Linked DNA regions of Zea mays: region 1 is linked to region 2. A link is a contact called in public Hi-C data. All regions are on one chromosome and are shown on one strand. Each heading gives the region's core, a stretch centred on a gene start, on an enhancer-like site or on the middle of the called end of the contact. The rest is flanking DNA. Distances are from core to core; before and after follow the strand shown. Region 1 holds the start of LOC100281367. Region 2 holds the start of LOC100216700.

Region 1 (2,700 bases), core at 43-2,542, 280 kb before region 2:
CTGAAAACCGTGACCTTGAGGCCGAAGGCCTTGCCAAATTTGACCGCCATGTGGCCTAGGCCACCGAGCCCAATGACTCCCAGCGACTTCCCAGGCTGCTTCATGTTGTGCCGCGCCATTGGGGTATAGACGGTGATTCCAGCACACAGAAGAGGCGCTGCCTGCGCCAGAGGGTAGCCATCGGGTATCTTGAAGCAGTACCTAAAAAACGTCGATTGGTCGACAGGAAGCTCTGCCTTGTCAGGAAATTGCTGTACTGAACTTGGTTACATGAAGTAGCTAGGGATCAACAACCCGAACTGGGTACACAGTACACTGCATGGCTTACCTTTCATGGACGACAATGTGAGTGGAGTAGCCCCCCTTTGTGATGGTCCCATCAGCATCAGTTGTGTTGTAAGTGAAAACTGTTTCTGGGCAGTAGTTCTCCAGAGAGCTGTTGCAGTTCTCGCAGTGCCGGCACGAGTTCACGTAGGTTCCAACGCCTGCGTGGTCACCCACCTTGAAGGCCTTGACGTCTGCGCCAACCTCAGTCACAACCCCAGCTATCTCATGCCTGCGCGAACCAACAGATATATAAAGTGCGAGCTCCCTACCTAGCTCTACTAAGCTAGGGGTTCAGTGTACATGTTCTTACCCAGGAACCAGAGGATAAACTGAGTCGTTGTGCTTGTTCTGTATCCACATAACGTCACCGTAACACACCCCGCAGTATATGATCTTCAGCGAAACGTCGCTGCTTTGCACTGCCCTGGAAAAAAAAAATACCAGAAGGCATAGTAGACGTTATGAATATGTACGGTTACGGATGGTCTACCGTCTGCTATGCATCAGTTTCACGATTTTAGGCTGTGTTCGGTTATTCCCGTTCTGTGTGAATTTAATGAGATCGAAAGAAATTAGAAATAATTTTTGACTTGCTAGTGATTTAAATCAACCCACTCCACAGGCAGGAAAAAAAACATGATGTACATGTAAAAGGCAAGGAAAACAACACTGGCAGCTATTCCAAAGAATTCTAGCATAGCGAGAAGACAGACAGCAGTGTTCTGAAAAGGCGATAAAAAAACATGATGATGATGAGTTGTGCACCAAATGAGGAGGGGGAGCCACCTCACCTGCGGTTAAACTTGTATGGTGAGAGAACCCCAGAAGGGTCTCTGGCCGCCCAAGCATCGCAGTTGCCGTGCTCTGCTGCAGCAGCCATTTGGAATGAACTGCAGAATCTGACAGATTTCAGCTGCAACAGAAGATCGAAGCGGGGTGGTGGAGTCTGTGTCTGGTGTTTGGGCAGCTGCACCTGACGGCGAGGAAGAGCCTTTTGTACCACGCGCGGCCCGCTGGATGGATGTGGGACCATCGGAGACGGTGGCGACAGCAGTGACGCCGCAGGGCGCAGACCCGGACGCCGGACCTGGCTGGCTGACGGCCGGGGCTCCATCGCTGATTAAACGGGCTGTGCAGCCTGTGCTGTGCGGCCGGCGCATCAGCGCGTGCGTCAACACTTTTTAATGATTTGAGTTGGACGCCTTCAGTCTAGAGATGTCAATGGGCCCCGAAACCCGATTACCCGTGGGGAATTCCTCTATTAGGGTTAAGGTATGGGTTAAAACAAATCCCCATGGGTATAGATTTGGAATAAATCCCTTACCCATCGGGTATGGCGGGTTCGGGTTTGGGAGGGCTAAACCCAAACCCGATTAGCCATGGAGAAAAATACCCGGAACCAGAACAATCTAGCATCTAGGATTTTTATTCCACCATCCAGCAATCCAACGACATTTACTTGTGGGCTGCCTGTGACGTGTGGCCTAGTGGCTGCCGACCAACTTTGGGCCTGTAGGAAAAAGCCCAGCCGCCAGCCGGTCAACAAAGTAAAAAAACCTAGAGTCCCAAGCATTGCGTCCGCCGGTTAACAAATAAAAAGCCCATTAATTTTTGAATAATCGGGTCGGGTATGGATACCCATGGGTATTTAGTACCCGGTCGGGAATGGGTATGGGAGGATTTTCGTACCCGAGGTCGGGTTCGGGTTCGGGGATGGGGGCCGGTCTATGTTCATGGGTACGGGTCTGGGGAGTTAATCCCCGCTGGGGAATTCCCCATTGACATCTCTACTTCAGGCCGCTAATGTGCATCTTCTTCTTCCCACGCGCGGAAGAAATGATTCGTGTCAACAGCCAACACGACAGGACAGTGACACGTAAAACGCCCCCTCCTTCTCGCCGGCTTCCTCTCCTTAGCCTTCCAAAAAGCTTTTATGTGACGAAACAAACACGACGGCAGTTTGAAAATTCCACATCTTGATGCACGAAACTGGAAACCAATCACGTGAGACCCAGGTCCTTTATTCATCTGTAAGACACGGCCTGCCTTTACGCCACGTGGTACTCCGAATCTCAAAGCCAGAACTGACCGCAACATTATTTTTTTCTGGGTTGGGCTGTATCCTATGCCAAGAATTACGGAATTGCAACCAAAACCACTATCCAAGTCACGAACGACCAAACCTTATTGTACGCGTGTGCCTTGTAAAAGATAATAGATAAAGCACTCGATTCTATAAAATTGTTGCCTAAATTTATTTTTTTAAAAAAAAAATACCGTAAAAAAATCCTCCCCTAAAAATCGGACACGTACAGGTAAATAAATTTGAATAGATGTAATTGTGATCTGTTCAATAAATCACGCAAATGCAGT
Region 2 (2,700 bases), core at 45-2,544:
ATTGGCACAGGAAGAGCAGGTTGCATATGGATCGCTGATGCTCGCTTTCGAACTTGACTCGGTCGCAGCATGGGTAGCTCTGGGGCAAGGTCATCCTTAGGTGTTATTGGGCGGAGATTAATTTCATCTGGAACCCAACCTTTGAGCACCTGATTGTCCTTCACTTTTACCGTAATGAGCGAAAACCCAGGAACTTTCTTGGTCAGCTTGCCCACAAAATGCTTGCCAAGAAAGTCATCTTTGCCAGAATTACCTTGAAGAGAAGCATTAGCTGAATTCCTAGGTTGAGCGGACCAATTACCATGAGCACCGCCACCAGATGCATGGCTGGCCAGACTTGAGCCATCTTGTGTGCAGTGAAGAAGAGGTGGGGCGCTCTGGATGGGCTGTACCTTCTGTGGTAGTTCATTTACAGGATACTCATATTTCCTTGGGCGGCCACGCTTGCGCTTTGAACCCGAAATCGATGAGTGATCCACGGTCAAAGCTTCATGAGGTACGTCTTTGTTCCCTTCTGATGCCATCTTTACTAGTTTTGTTGAACCAGCTGATCTGAAAATGGTAAGAATACCCTATTGGTGTCAATCGGCACTTGTTTCTCTCCTCTAAACCTGGAAAGTGACGCGGTAGAATGAAAAAACACCCTCTGAATGAAAAGGGACGCGTAGAATTTACAGAAGCTACACGCCTACACCGCACAATTTGCAACCAACAATGCAATGTTTAGATTGCGTCTTGGTAAAACAGCAGTACAGGGTGGGAAATCCAGTGTTCTCAGAATGCATTTTTTTATATCATAGATTTTGAGGCTGCCGCTACATGATCCAAAACGATTACAAGGCAGTAGATAAATATATTTCCTGGTCTAAAATGCGAGAGTAAAAGGTAACCAATAAGAGTAACTTGATTCCTCAAATCAACACACAGGCCGTTTGATCCCCTGCGCATGCGTATATTTAATGCCTACCCTGCCATCTGCATATATACGAACTTCACACGGGGACATCGTGACCAGTCGACCCCTCAAATTAGAAAATAAACCGCCATGACACTCCGCCATACATCAAGTGAATAGCCTTTATAGGAGCATCCATCCCAGAGAGAAATTTAATTTGAAAGCTGACACCAAATAAATGGGTAAACAGACAATGAATCAAGATGAACTATGGCTTTCTTACCACTGTCCCCTCCACGCGCCAATCCGGAGGGATCGAGCGCCGCGAGGGAGAAGGCGAGAGGGGCCGTTGCGGCGGAATCCGGATCGCCGCAAGGGAGAAGACAAGAGAGAGGGAGGAGGGAGGAGGGAGCGTCAAGTAAAATTGGGGAACGGAACCTAAACCACAATTAACGCGAGGGAACGTCGCCTTCAGAATAGAGGCCCATGCTTCTTCGCTTGTGGGCCACGTGTTCGGAGGCCCACGGTACCGATGGAGCCCAGGGCGGCTCTGGCTGCGCGTGTGCCGCCGACCCAGCTCCAGGAGAGTAGGAGACCAGCCGACCGTGGGCACGCCGTTCAGCTGGCCGATCGAGCGCACGTGCTCCCTCCCTCGGGCCGGCGTACTGGTGATGGCTTCAAGCACCGGCTGCGGGTGGTGTTGGTGACGGCGAGCGGCGGGCCTCTCCGGACATAAAATCGCCATCGTTAGCTTCCTCTCGACCTGCTCATTCGTTCTGTTGCCCACAAACAAGTTCCCAACCCTTCTTCTATTGCTGCCATGAACATGCGAAGGCGTGAAGCCAGCAGCCTTGGCGTTCCCTGTTCTGTATGAACCACTGAAGGTCGGCCATCACCAAACTCCTAATAAGGGAGTTAAAATAGAATATAAAAGGGTTAAGTTTTGTAACTCGATGCCATAGAGGGAGTAAGTGATTTTGCGATGGCATACCAGGGACAGACAATCGCAATGGTGTATAAAAACATCAGGAAAAAGAACAATTGTACAAACAGTAACCGAGAACAGCTGAACAGATCTTAATCTTACATATCCCACTCTTATATAATAGACAAAAAAACAATGTACTTAAAAAGAACTAACTGACTAGCAAACGTCAGAATAAACTGAACTTCATTCCATTGAAGATCCAAGTCGAGAAGTTGGGCAATTGGCTATTGGCTACTGGACAATGCTACACTGTTTTTTACTTGAAGTACAGTTCAAGCAACTTCTTCAGGGTATCAAACACGCTTGTGAATGGGTTAAGTGCGACCGGTGCCTTTAGCTTGAGGTCTGGGAACTGATTCGTCAAGGCCTCATTCATCCCGGGCATCGACATCATCAGCGCAATCTGGTCTGAGGACATGTACTCGCAGTCTTGAGGAGTGTCCTTGATCTTGCTTGGGTCATAGCCGAAGTTGGCAACATAAGACTTGTACTTGTCAATGAATTCTGGCCCGGGGTTGGGTGTTCTTGAGTATATCTGATCAATGACAGAAAGATGTTTTAGTGCCTATGGTGTTTCAGATTACGAGTGCATCGGATAAGATGTGTTTACCATTATAGAGGTATGCTTTTTATACTCGCTTAATATTACTATCATTCAACGGCACACACTTTTCAATGTTCAATTATCCATACAACAAATATTTTTTATGCGGTAAAAACAAATAAACTAGGCTAGTTCAGTGACTATGTTATCAGTTCTTAGGACAATTTGAAGGTAAGATTATTTTTCCCAGGACTAATCTGGTTAAAACCACAA

What was found. A called contact is a pair of places that touch in the nucleus more often than the background predicts.
Region 1: a Hi-C map of ear shows a contact between it and region 2, with 1.6 times the contacts expected there. The contact joins the promoter of LOC100281367 here to the promoter of LOC100216700 in region 2. A contact is called at or near these places in 3 of 25 Hi-C or Micro-C datasets (ear, leaf and tassel).

What each region holds. Positions count from the first base shown.
Region 1 is chr2:9,224,609-9,227,308 of Zm-B73-REFERENCE-NAM-5.0, reverse strand. LOC100281367 reads right to left here and starts at 1,292. Exons shown (of 6, transcript NM_001154285.3): 1 at 1,119-1,292; 2 at 638-751; 3 at 329-556; 4 at 1-201. The coding sequence starts at 1,207.
Region 2 is chr2:8,943,617-8,946,316 of Zm-B73-REFERENCE-NAM-5.0, reverse strand. It overlaps LOC100216700, which reads right to left and starts at 1,294. Exons shown (of 8, transcript NM_001143106.1): 1 at 1,179-1,294; 2 at 1-611. The coding sequence starts at 524. It overlaps LOC100283155 (chloroplastic lipocalin), which reads right to left. Exons shown (of 5, transcript NM_001156057.2): 5 at 1,890-2,418. The coding sequence ends at 2,140.